Linked DNA regions of Mus musculus: region 2 is linked to region 1. Evidence: chromatin contacts called from public promoter capture Hi-C data. All regions are on one chromosome and are shown on one strand. Each heading gives the region's core, a stretch centred on a gene start, on an enhancer-like site or on the middle of the called end of the contact. The rest is flanking DNA. Distances are from core to core; before and after follow the strand shown.

What was found. Promoter capture Hi-C pulls out the DNA fragments that hold promoters and counts their contacts.
Region 2: a promoter capture Hi-C map of liver shows a contact between it and region 1, with 3 times the contacts expected there. The contact joins the promoter of Mrps21 here to the promoter of Mex3a in region 1.

The regions. Positions count from the first base shown.
Region 1 is chr3:88,530,232-88,536,696 of GRCm38.p6, reverse strand. It overlaps Mex3a (mex3 RNA binding family member A), which reads right to left and starts at 4,751. Exons shown (of 2, transcript NM_001029890.3): 1 at 3,849-4,751; 2 at 1-624. The coding sequence starts at 4,302. It overlaps Gm38618 (a long non-coding RNA gene), which reads left to right and starts at 4,817. Exons shown (of 2, transcript XR_867447.3): 1 at 4,817-5,340; 2 at 6,304-6,465. It overlaps Mir1905 (microRNA 1905), which reads left to right and starts at 315; the gene lies at 315-396.
Region 2 is chr3:95,866,318-95,873,182 of GRCm38.p6, reverse strand. Mrps21 (mitochondrial ribosomal protein S21) reads left to right here and starts at 1,669. Exons shown (of 3, transcript NM_001355759.1): 1 at 1,669-1,730; 2 at 2,568-2,689. The coding sequence starts at 2,607. C920021L13Rik (RIKEN cDNA C920021L13 gene) reads right to left here and starts at 1,661. Exons shown (of 4, transcript NR_040446.1): 1 at 1,498-1,661.

The DNA.
Region 1 (6,465 bases), core at 3,502-6,001:
CCTGCTCGCTTAGGCGCGGGGCCTCAAAGGCCGAGTCCACGCCGCATTCGCCTATGCAGCCCAGGCTGTTCTGCCTGAAGGTGGAGAGCGGCTTACAGCCTGGAGCATGCACCCGCCAGGCGTCTGAGTAGCGGCTGTCCAAGGCAGCGTCAGGGCTGCCAGCCAGGAAGTCGCCGTCGCTGTTGTATTCAAGAATCTTGCCGGTGCGCACAGCGATGTGCGTCTCGATCTCCTCCCGCGCACGCTCCACGTTGCCCGGTGCGCCGGTTATCTCAAACACGGGGTCGCGGTCCCGGCTGGGAGTGATGATGTACGTGTTGGTCTGCTGCTGGATGCGTTTGATGGTCGCTCCCTTGGGGCCCACCACCAGTCCCACCACGCGGTAGGGTACTCGTACACGGATGGTCACTTGGCCTGGCAGAGCAGGGGCCACGCCAAAGGCGGCGCCAGACTTGTTGCGTGAGGCTCTTATCATGGAGAAGTGCTCAGCTGCAGAGATGATCTCCCGCCGGGCTGTGGCCACGTCTTCCCGCCTCCCAGTCACCATGAACACTGGCTCCTCACCTCGCACAGGTGTCTTGATGTAGGTGTTGGTTTTGGCCCTCAGAGCCTTAATCTTGCAGCCTGGACAGAGTGGGGAAAAATTTTACAGGACAAAGGAGTTTGTACCTTCCCCCAGAATCCCAGCTTCCCGAAAATCCTTCAGTTGATCCAGTGACACCTTCAAGACCACAAATACAACCTACCCCCCAATTTGACCAATTGAATGCACTAGTTTGTCCTGTGTTCCATTTGGGGCCTTCCAGATACACTCCTCTGAGACCCCCCTCCTTCAGAGCCTTTGAGAGAAGAAGCGGCTAACTCAAAACCTCACAAACTCTTCCCTTAGCACCTGCCGGCACGTCCACTCCCTCCATCTCACCTTCCTCTCAGTGACTGCTCATGGTCTTTGCTCAAAGCTCCAATGCACTCATTAACCCAGTCTACTCATGTGACTTCCATTCATTAAAAGAGTCTGTCCTCTAGCTCACCCAGGGACATTGGCTACTGTGTGCTGCGACCTCCCCAGGCCCTCCTAGCATCCCTAGAAGTAGAGACCAAAATCAGAGAAACACTAAACCAGGGGCAGCAGGAGGGAGGTGGGGAGACCACATAATCTCTGTGCTTCTCCACACCATAAAGCATTAGCAGCCCCTGATTCAGTGTGGGGGGTGGGGGTGGGGCTCAAGGGGTCAGAATCTCAGGGAGAAGTAGGAAGACAGTATCATCCAGAGGACCTAAGGCCTGTCCTCTTGTCCTCTTGTCCTCTTGTCCTCCCTGCCTGACGCCCAGGGCAGGACTGAGATGTCCTGGAGGTTGAGGAGAGGGGAACTGAGCATTTCTGGACCCCAGCTCCTGCTTTGAAGGAGGATCAGGTTAGAGCTGGGAGGCTGGGAGAGGCAGGAAGAGAAAGAAAAGCGAGACAAAGAGAAGAGGAGGGGGAAAGCAGGAATGCCCGTCAGAAAAGTCTGCAGACCTCAGGCTGGGTGGACTTGCCTGGCTTTACAGAGCCTCTGTGTCTTAGCCCTCCTTCAGAGTTCAGGGGCCTTGGGGCCTAAGGCAATGAGAGTGCCTTCATCCAAGCAATACTGTAGGGTGGAGCAGAACACCTCTTCACATGTCCACAGGCTCTCTCCATCTCACTTTAGCCCAGCGCACAGACTGTACATTAGTACACACCCACACCTTTGCCCCACTCTCACAGGCAGAATCCCTGAGTTCCTCAGGCACATCTCAGTGCTGCGTGCCCTTCCTCATGTACCCATCCAAAGCCATAAGGCTGCTCCTGTAACTGCCCCAATTGCAGGCCTCTGGTGAGCTTGCTTGTTCTTTCTCCTCCTTCCTCCATTCCCAAAGTGTCTTTTCTAACCCTAATGAATTGGTGGGACTCAGTGGGTTAGGAATGTACCTAACATATAGTAGGAAGGAAAAATGTAACCCCCATTTCTTTTCAGACCTGTTGGCAGATAAGAAGTCCTACTTGTTGCCAAGCCCACAGCCTTGCTGCTTTAATATCTGGATGGTGGCTTGGTTCCTGAGGCTTGGAGGATAGAAGAACAATACTTTCTGCCACCTCTGTTTATTATGTGCCACCCCGATGGGCACCTAGGTTCTGGCTCCTAAGTTTTGAATCCAAAAACTAACTTCATAGGGAGTTAGGTGTCTTTGGGAGATCTGGAGTTTGGAAGGACAAACCCAAGGGAGAAAGCCTGAGGCCGGGCTGTACAGAACGTATCAGCCTCAGCATCTTGGGTTCTGCAACCCTGAAGAAGCTTCCGTAGAAGTAGAGGTCAAAGTCAGAGAGGGAGCAGCAGCACGAGGGAGGTGAAAGGACTTCCATCTGCTTACAGAATGGGGAAGGGAGAACTTCTGTTCTCTGACAATATTCTACTAGGACAAGCTCTACTTTTATGATGGTTAGACACATTTGTGAAGGAAGCAGAAGAGTAAAGGACCCCATTAAATCCTGGTGCCTTCCACGACCTCACCCAAGTAAAGTTATTAATATCCCCACCCAACACCAGGCTCTGAATCTCCAGGGTTTGACAAGGAGGGGAAATCCAACTTTCTAAACCAGAAACCCCCAAGAGATTGAGGGAGGGGGCGCTGTGCAGGGGAGGGGCAAGTTCCCCTCCTCCACTCCAAATCCTCCAGCCCCAACACTGGGATGGATGAAGTGGAATATGTGGTAGGGGCCCCAGCCTGCCTCCCCTCCACTGCCAGGAACTGGCCTTCTTCTTTACTCCCGCGGAATGCAGCCCCTCCATTGTTCCCCACCGTGGGACAGCTCCTCCCCCCACTCCACCTCCCAGCCCAGCCCCTTTGCCATATCCAAATCCCGCCCCCCCCCCACAAGAAGCTAGGAGGGGAAGGGTCCCTAAGATCCAGGTTGTTCAATTTGGGTCCTTACCAACACTCCCACCCATCCAGGGATGCTGGGCTGGGAGGGTGTGGTAACATACTCCATTGGCTTAATTCAACACCCCTCCCAGCACACCCAGACACGCACCCCCCCCCCATATTCCAAGTGGAGGTTTCTGTCCTGTCCCCCTTCACCGACATGCCCTTCCTGGCCTGTCCCATGAATTCACTCAGAGACTTCTCTGCAGACCCCTAGCTCCAGGCCGTGGCCAGCCCAGAACAAAAGCAAGACGGAGGAGGAGAGGCCCACGCCAAGACTGGTACTTCCTCAGAAATTCCCCTCCCCAAACACAGGGGCCCTCCAACTTCGGTGTGTAAGCGACCAAGGGACCCCTCTTTGCCAAGGGCTCCCTCATCACCTCTCCCCAGACTGGGACCCTCCCCTGGGCCACACCCCCTTTCATTCCTACACTCAGCCCAACAAAGAGGCAGCTCTTCAGTCGGGCTTCGTGGACTAGGTCTCCCTCAGAGTCCCCAACTCCAACAGCAGAAGGTCCCAGGAGTGCCCCCTCCCCAGTATACAAGCAGAAACTAGAGTAGGGGCTCCCAAGTAATTGCACATTCCGTCAGTCCTTCCAGCCAGGAGCCGACACCCCCTCCGCACAGACCCTGGGATTGGGAGGCAGCTCCCCCTCCCCTTTCCTCTCCCAGTTCCAGGATATTTCTTTGTCTACGGGCGGAGCCCCAGGGGAGGAAGGGTCCCGAGAGTCGTCCCGACTAGGGGTAGCAGGGAACTTTGTGGCACTTGGAATCTGGGCAGGGGGCGGGGCCCCCTTTGTCGGGAAGGGACAGAGCCAGAGGCGCGCAAAGAAGGAAGCGATGAACTTTCCGTGCCGGGGACAGCAAGCCCCCACTCCAACCCTCGCAGTGTCCAGACGCCCGCTTACCTTGCCTGCCCACGATCTCGGCCACGTGCTCGGAGGTGGGCACGGGAACGCACTCCGTGGTGTTGCTGCTGCCCTTCAGTCGCAGCTCGGCCTCTTTGTAGAGCGCGCAGAGCTTGGCGTCGTTCGCCCCTTTGGGGGCGGTGGGGGGCTGGGGCGTCTGCGCCGCGGGGGCCGCGCTCGGGGCGGCCGGGGCCGCCGCGGGCGGCGGCGGCGGGGCCGGCTGCGGGGGGGCGGCCGGCTGCGCGGGGGCGCCGCCCCCCCCACCTCCCCCGTCCTCGCCCGCCGTGGGGGCGGGGGGCTCCCCCAAACCCAGGAGGCAGAGTTGATCAAGAGCCAGCTGAAGGGCGCGCTCGTCTTCCAGCAGCCCTCGGTCCTTAGCGCTTCCCCCGAAACATCCTAGTTCTCCAAAGCCCCCATTTCTTTCCATTATTCCAGATACCACTAGACTAGGCATGGCGAAACAAAAGCTGGGGGAGAGAGGGAGAGAGAGAGGTGGTGGAAGGGAGAAGAGGAGAGAGGAGGGGAGGGGAGAGGAGAGGAGGGGGTGTGTGGGGAGGGGGAACAAAGAGCTGGGGAGGGGGGAAGAAAGCGAGATAGAAAGATAGACCCACCCCTAAGCCCCCCTCCCCAAGCACCCTGTAACCTGACTCCCCTCGCCCCAGCCCCCGGGTGGGGGTGGGGGAAAAGAAGCAAAACCAAGAAAGCAGATCTCCTCTCGCTCCGGGGTGACGGGGTGGGGTGGGGGGCTGCGGGCCCTAGCCCCCACCCCTCCGCCTCGGACCCAGAGTCTCTACCCTCCGCCGAGCAGACGCCCCCTTAGGTTCCCGCACCGAGCCCCAGTCCCGGAGCGTCGCTCAGTGGCCCCCAATAGAGCCCAGCCCCTTCCAGCGCTCAAACTCTTTTGTTTTAAATGAACTGGATGGAGCAGCATGGAACTGACGGGAGGGGGGCGCGCCGGGGGCGCCCGGGGCATGCCGGGAGTTGTAGTTTCCCGCCCTCGGGCGCGGGGAGGAATTCCTCAACCCGGGCAAGAAGGGGATTGCGCCCCTCGGGCTCTGCCCACTGGTCACGGGAAAAGCCTCGGGTGGGTTGGGAGTTGTGGTCCGAGAAATTTTAGGAGCTGGCAGTATGCGGGAAGGGAGCGGGTGTGGAAAGGCGTTTCTCCTCTGCCCGCGGGTCCCGGGCCTCTTTCTTATGGTAATGAGGGCCGGGGCGGAGCGGCCTCGTGGCTGCAGTGCCCTCCCTCCTCCCGCGCGCGATCGCGGAGTCCACGGGCTCGGGCCTCTGGGAGAGAGCTGGTGGAGCAGACAAAGCCCGCGGCCGCTACAGTGGGAGGAGCAGGTCTCTGCGCTGTGTGGGGGCCAGGAAGGGGCGTTCGGTTGGGGGTGGGACCCCCGGTAGAGGATGTGGTTCCCTCTCTTCTCGGAGGTAGCAAGCCCTTCCCCCTCCCCCAGCCCCCCAGTTCCGGGATCTCAGAGGCCACGACTGGGAGGTGAGTTAGTTCGTGCCCCCGTGGTCCGTGCAGTGACCCGGGGAGGATGAGGAGGCGTGGAGGGAGAGGATGGGGGTGGGGGCTGATCCGGGAAGCCAGAAGGGTCCTAGAGGCTTCGTATGGCTTAATTTGGAGCCTTGAACCTTGAGTAACAGGAGTGAGATTGGGGGCCCCTGAGAACCCAGGTTTTTTATTTTTACTTTTTTAGACCTGAGCCTCGAATATAGTGGAGGAAATCTTTTGTCCCTTAGGACGGTCATTTCGCTGTTTCCTTTGCCTCCTTTATAAACCAGTAATTCAGCCCTTTTAACCCTAGAAATATGGCGAAAGAGATCATAAATAAGCTTTTAAGATTTGACTGTTAAGAGGGGAGTTAGAGTGTACTGCATTCTTTTCTCTTTCTTTCTTTTTTACTTCCCCCCTACTCTGTATCTTCTGGTTTTTGTTTTTGTTTTTCTTTCAAGAGAGGGATGGGATCTAAAGGTCTTGTGGTCAGGCTCAAGGAGTCACCTCCCCAAGTTGGATCACAGTAGATGGGTATGCTGGGTGGGTAGGAGTCCCGCCCCTGCCCGAGGGGTTTCCTTTGGGAAATCTGAGCTAGTCTAGAGGAAAAGTTTTGCATGAAGGTAGGGCAGTAGATTGACAATGGGGATGTCAGGAGGCACAGTGAGGCCAAAGGCCAGGAGGGCTGAGCTCAGGCCCGGTCCTTATAAGCTGATTTTTGGAAAGTGCGTTTGCACAGCATTTGGGAAGGCTGGAGTCTGAGCTGAGTGGTCGGTGGGTATGAGAGTTGTGGCTCTCCCCCTTCGGTATAGATGGTGAAGGAGAACTTTGAGCTGAGGGACCTGGCTAGCTAGAGTAGGGGAGGAGGTGCCCCACATGGAGGACTTTATGGGAGTGGATGCTCTCGCCTTCCAGCAGGAGTGGAGGAAGGCTTCTGACTCCTGTTCACCTCTCTCCCAGGAACCTGGACTTGGGCGCTGGGAGTTTCTTTGGAGAAAGTTTCTACTGGAGACCAGGTGACGGTGGGGCTAACAGCTGTTTGCAGCTTTCCTGTCCTCACTGAAACCAGATTCCCCCCAGAGTTTGCCCCATCTCTGATTTCCTCCTCACTAAACCAATTAA
Region 2 (6,865 bases), core at 420-2,919, 7.3 Mb before region 1:
GGCTTATAAAGTTTGCAATATCAAGGGGCCTCTCTTCCCAATGATGGCCGACTAGGCCATCTTCTGCTACATATGCAGGTAGAGACACGAGTTCTGGGGGTACTGGTTAGTTCATATTGTTGTTCCACCTATAGGGTTGCAGATCCCTTTAGCTCCTTGGGTACTTTCTCTAGCTCCTCCATTGGGGGCTCTGTGATCCATCCAATAGCTGACTGTGAGCCCATTCGATTCTTATGACCAATTTTGTGAGACCAACAGAGTAGATGTTAGCATCATTTTACAAATAAGAAGCCAGATTGAAAGTTCATGTTTAGCAAGATCTAGATTATAAGTATTTGTAGGTCACAGATCTCCATTTCTTCTACCCAAGTCTACCACTATAGCCCAAGAGAGCCGTATAATATCAACAAATAAACATGGTAGTATTCCAATATTTTTATTTAGACAAAAAGTGCAGACCCCTAGTCTGAGTAACTTGTTCAAAGTCATACGTCTGCTGATGCTTAGAATCTGAAGCTAGAACTCCTTTCTAACGGATTACGTACTGTCCATAGAATTAATTTTGCACTTATTATATGCGACTGGGCCTAAAATTGTGTCTACATACTGTCAGTTGTACAAGAGACACTGGAATAGTATCAGCAGTGCTTAGCAGAGGACAGTCATTCAATTAGGTTTGCTGACAAGCACAAAGGTGTCTAGCTTCAGTTTGGGACTTTGGATTTGGCTTACTACGAGGCAGGCTTAAATTTTGTGTGAATACCTATTAACTGATAATGACCTGGCCAGATGGCCCGGTGGTTAAGAAAATTAATTGCTCTTGCAGAGAACCCAGGTTCTGTTCCCAGTACCCACATGGCAGCTCAGAGCCTCCTATTAACTCCAGTTCCAGGGCCCCAACACCTCTCCAATCCTTCTTGAGCTCCTGCACGCACGCACGCACACGGTGCACATACATACACGCAGGCACACGTACACACACACAAAATAAAAGCAAATCCCTTAAAGAAGTAACAGATGAGGGTGCATCTGTGTGTGTTGTGGGTAGGTTTTTCTGTATATGGATACTTCTAAACCCATGTAAATAACCATATATGGAGATGTGGGGATAACATACACATAGGGTTGTCCAGACGTATGGAAGAAAAAAAAATTCTACTAGATCTTACAAGGCAACAAATGGCAAAGTTGGCATTAAAACAACAATATTTTGATTTAAAATTCTGCAGGCGTTTCCCATTTGTTTCTTTTTGATTCTACTTTATTTAATGAAATGGCTTAGGTAGCTGATGCAATGGGAAACTCACAGTATGTAATTTCTTTTCTTAACTTTTAGGCAGATTAGGGGGTGTGGAGCCATTTTTTTCACCCGGTGAGCAGATCTGTCCTTTTTAAATAGAAAATATTCTCAGGACGCTTCCCATTTCCCATCCAGAAAACGAAATCGCTCAAATCTAGTAAAAGTTTAACAGGATTAGAGCTACGGATCGGGCTGACCTTCTCGCAGACCCGACGACCGCGACTCCTCCATAGGAAGGTGAGGACGCTGTTCCTTTGACTGTCAGGCGGAAAGTCCAGCGCCTGCGCTCAGCACCGAACCTTCGCAAGGTCAGACGGTAAGCGGAGCTGCAGTCGGCTGAGCCCTGCAGCGTAGCTTCCTCCCGTCGCGGGACTCCGTAGCTTCCGCTTCCGGTCCGCAGAGACCCGGAGTCCGAATTCAGAGGCCCCAGGTAGGGAGCTCGAGGGGTGTGGGGGGGTTCACTGAGCTGCAAAGCGAGTATGGCGGGAGGGCAAGATTTCGCGTGGTGCCTAGAGGCGGACGAAGAGTTCTTTCTAACTCTCAGCGGAAACCTATTTTTTGGTTTGCTTTGCTTTGCTTTTTCGAGAGTGTTTTTATGTAGCCCTGGCTGCCCTGAAACTGGCTCTGTAGACGAGGCTGGCCTCGAACTCAAGAGTTCCGCCTGCCTCTGCCTCTCAAGTGCTGGGATAAAAGGCGTGGGCCACCACTGCCCGGCAATTATCTTTTAATTATTTCTTGGTGTGACCGGGGGGTTGGGAGGGGCGAAAGTCAGGACAGCTTGCAGGAGTCTGTCCTCTCTTTCCACCGTAAGGATCCAGGGCTCTAACTCGGGTCATCAGGCTTGGTGGCAAGCGCCTTTACCTGCTAAGCCATATCACTGCGTAGTGAAAGAAATGTTGCTAACAATTTGCTTGTACTTTTTCATTAAAAAAAAAAGTTATTTATATTTTATGTGTGTGAGTGTTTTACTTGCATGTATGTCTGTGCATCACAGAGGTCAGAAGAGGGTGTTGGATTCCCTGGGACTGTATGTGTTGTGAGCCACCCTGTGGGTACTGGGAATCGAACTTGGATCCTCTTAACTACTGAGCCATCTCTCCAGACTTACTTGTACTTACTAAGATATGGAGAATTCCTCCAGCCCAGTTCTGTGGATCTCAAGCTGGTTCTGTTGCTAAATTAAATAAAAACTACCTATGGTAAGTTGTGACTCTGTTGGGCTTTGTTCTCTTACATTGAGTCTCTGGTTTCCATGCTCGATGTCCAGTCTGTAGTCCCGGAAGAATGAAGATTTAAATACGAGGCCATGGCTAAACATCTGAAGTTCATTGCCAGGACAGTGATGGTTCAGGAGGGGAACGTGGAAGGTGCCTACCGGACCCTGAACAGGTAAAATGAGTCGAGTCTTGCCTGGACCAGCCGTGGGAAATGTGAGGTGATCCTGCACCCAGCCTACCACCTCATAAAGCCTACCACTGGTGCCAGCTCTGTGTAGGCTCTGAATACCACCACCTCCACCTCCTCCTTTTTTCCTCCTCCTCCTCCTCTTTCTTCTTCCTCCTCTTCTTCTTTTAAATTTATTTATTGTGCATACAGTGTTCTACCTGCATGTATGCCTGCATATCAGAAGAGGGCACCAGATCTCAGTACAGATGGTTGTGAGTCACCATGTGGTAGCTGGGAATTGAACTCAAGGCCTCTGGAAGAGCAGCCAGTGCTCTTAACTACTGAGTCATCTCTCCAGCCCCTCTGGACACTTCTTATCCCTTCAGTTTATTATCCTAAAAATGAAGTTCTCCAAATTCAGCTCGATGGAGCTTATCCAACAAGCAGCTATCATCCCTTGATGATAAATCTGAGTTCTATCCAAAGACCCCGAAAAACTGCTGGGCACACTGTAATCCCAGCACCTGGGAGGTAGAGACAGGAAGAATTTGAGAATAATTTAGATGATGGTGACTAGACTCAGTCTCAGATGACCCCTCCTCATGTCAAAAAAAAAAAAAAAAAAAAAAAAAAGTCTGGGAGGGGAATGAGAAACAAGAAGCAGAGGCATGGTGCATTTCAGCTGAGCCAGTATCTGTGGAATAAGGCTACTAGAGAGGATTAATTCCTCTGTGATTTTTGTTCATCTCATGTAGCTCAGGCTGGCCTAGAATGGGCAGTGTAGCCAAGGATTACCTTGATTCCTGATCCTCCTGCCTCCGTCTCCCAGATGCTGAGGTTGATCGTGTGTTTGATATTGTTTACGTGCCTGGCTAGCAAAGATGGATTCTAATTGTGCTCTTGAAGAAATAAGTCATGGATGAGAAGGCATTTCAGGTTCCAAAGAGTTATAGCATAAGCAGACACATAGAGCTAGGGGCTGGAGAGATGGCTCAGTGATCAGGAATGCTTGCAGTTCTTGCAGAGGACCCAAGTTTGGTTCCCAGTACCAACAACTGATGTTAGGGATCCAGTACACTCTCCTGCCTGCCCTCTGCAGGTCACACATGTGACAGAAACAAACCTACACCTCCACTTAAACACAGTGACACGGCTGGAGAGGAGAGGCTCCGTGGAGAACTGTCTGGACACTACATTGTGGGTGGAGACTAGTCCGTCCAGATGATACTGTACCACTCTAGTTCTTTTAGGCTTCCGTAGCCTGGCATGCCTTTTTATTTCATCTCTAATGATGTGTGTGTATGTGGGCATGTGCACTTGAGTGCAGGTTGCCAGAGGCTAGAAGCATTGGCCTGCTTGGAGCTGGAGTTCTGGAAGTTGTGAGCCACTGACCTGGGTGCTGGAAGAGAGAGAGGTGCCCTTGTAGCCAGTGAGGTCTTTCCAGCTCTTGCTTTGTTTGGTTTGGCTGTGGTGTGTTTGTTTGTTTGTTGAGAGGGGTCTCACTGTGCAGCTCTGGCTGGTCTGGAGCTGCTGTGCAGCCGGGTTGGCCTGGAGCTTATAGAGCTTTGCCCACTGTGCTTCCTGAGTGCTGGCATGTGTGCCGCTGGGCTCCTCTTTTTAGCTTGTCACTTTTTCTCTTATTTCCTTGGCCATCAGGCCGAAAGACATAATAAGCTTTATTTTAGCATGAAGATTGTTTTGCTGCAGGTAGTGGAGAAAGTTCTCTTATGTGACGGTGGTGCTCCGCCAACTAAGTCCTCCTCTGGTTCACTTAACGCTCATTTTCAACAGCACCTACTTCCTTGCCCACTTTTCCATACATAATGAGATGTATACCTCTTAGCTACTTTCAAGACTATAAAGCAAAGCATAAGAAATAAAATATTTCTCATCCCCTCTGAACGAGAGGCTCAAACTATTCTTTGAAGCCAGGTCACATTCTTATCTAATTATTACTAGATTTATTTATTTACTTACTTGCTTATTTAGTATATGAGCACTCTCCTGCATTTATACTTGCATACCAGAAGAGGACATCAGATGCCCTTTCAGATGGTGTGAACCACCATGTGGTTGCTGGGATTTGAACTCAGGACCTCTGGAAGAGCAGTCAGTGCTTTTAACCTCTGAGCCATCTCATGCCTATCACCTCCTTTGCTCCCTAGCATAATCTCGGGACAAGCCCAGAAGTGCCAGACAGGGCTCCTTTCAGGGCCTCCTCAGTCCAGGACCTTGGCAAAATGTGGGCATGTTGTTTTGGCTGGGAATCGAACCTAGGTCAAGCAGCTGTGCTCACCACTATACTACCAACACTACTTGGTTTTGTTTTTAAAGATATATTTTATTTTTCTTTAATCCTAGCACTTTATCTCTGTGAACTCACGGTCAGCTTGGTCTAGATAGTGAGATCTAGGTCAATCGGGGCTATGTCTCAAAAACCACAACAAACAAAATATTTTATCTTTATTTATGTGAATGTTCGTGTGTGCCTTGTGTATTCAGGTATCCCTGAGGAGGGTCTGGATTCCCCTGGCTCTGCACTATCCAGTTGGATTGGGTTTATAGCTCAGATGGTACAGTGCTTAGCTAGCTTGCGTGAGACTTTGGGTTTCTTCTCTAGTACTCTATAAACTGCGTGTGGCGACGCACCCTCACAGTTCCAGCAGTTAGGAAGTGGTGGTTGGAGGTCCTGAAGCTCCAAGTTGTCCTTGACTGTATTGCAAATTTGAGGCCATCCTGGGCTACATAGGGACCAAGGGCTGTTAAAGGGGCTTGCTCTCAAGCCACTTGAGTTTGGGTCCCAGACCCATGTGGTAGAAGAAGAACATTAACTCTTGGACAGTATCTTCTGACCTCCACAGAGTGGGAGAGCTGGCCAAGTGCACTGGCTGCTCTCTAGGGGGCCAAGTTCAATTCTCAACACCCACTCCACTTCCAGAGCATCTGACACCGTCTCCTGGCCTCCACAGGACCAGGCACATACCATGTGCCATATACCTAGACATGCATGTAGGCAGATAAATATGTACATAAGATAATAAAAACCTAAAAAGTAGATACTACGTAGATATTTTCTACCATCTGACCTGGTATTAATTCAGATCTTGTCCAAGGAACGTTTATTTCTTTTAAAAAATTTTTTTGTGACAGAGTCTTATGTAGCCCAGTCTGGCCTCAGATTTATCATAAAGCTAAGAATAACCTTAAGCTCCTGATGCTTTGCCCCCGTCTCCTGAGTCAGGGTCACAGGGTCACAGGCACTCGCACACACGTACAGCACCCCATCCTCTGCAGCTCTGGGGAACCCAGGCCTCTGTACATGCCACGGAAGCACGCTACCAATCAATTACAAGCTGAATCCTCAGCATAAAGAATTTTAGTTTCTTTAAAAAAAATAAGTTAAGTACAAAGCAGTTGGGGGTGGTGACTTACACTTGCAGCCGCAGCCCCAGTCCTGTAGAAGCTGAGGCAGGAGAATTTCAAGCTTGAACTATACAGACCCTGTCTCAAAAAATGACACTGAGTACTTTTTGAGTTTTTCTGTGTAGCCCTGGCTATCCTGGAACTCACTCTGTAGAACAGGCTGGCCTCGAACTCAGAGATCCGCCCGCCTCTGCCACCTGAGTGTTGGGATTAAAGGTGTGCACCACCACTGCCCTGGCTGAATACTTTTTTCTTACTTCAGTTGTTAGAACACCAAGGAAATTATAAGGTTTTATTTTTGAGGGGAGGACCCAATTTATATTACCTAAGAAGAGAAGATTTGATCTGAGGATGTAGCATACTTGGTAGGAAGGCATTGGTCCAGTAGCACCATAGAAAATGACAAATAGTCAGGCGTGGTGGCGCACACCTTTGATCCCAGCACTCGAGAGGCAGAGGCAGGTGGACTTAAGAGTTCGAGGCCAGCCTGGTCTACAAAGTGAGTTCCAGGACAGCCAGGCCTATACAGAGAAACCCTGTGTTGAAAAACCAAAAAAAAAGAAGAAGAAAGAAAATGATAAATAGTGCTTTTGCCTGTAACTCTGGCTGGCACTCAGAGATGCAGACAGGAAGATCAAGTTATCCTTGGTTACACAGCAAGCTTGAGGCCAGCCTGGGCTATGTAAGACTGCAGGAGAGAAAGAGTCCTTGGAAAAGGAAGGCTTCAATTGAGCAGAAGAGGTGTTTATAAGAACA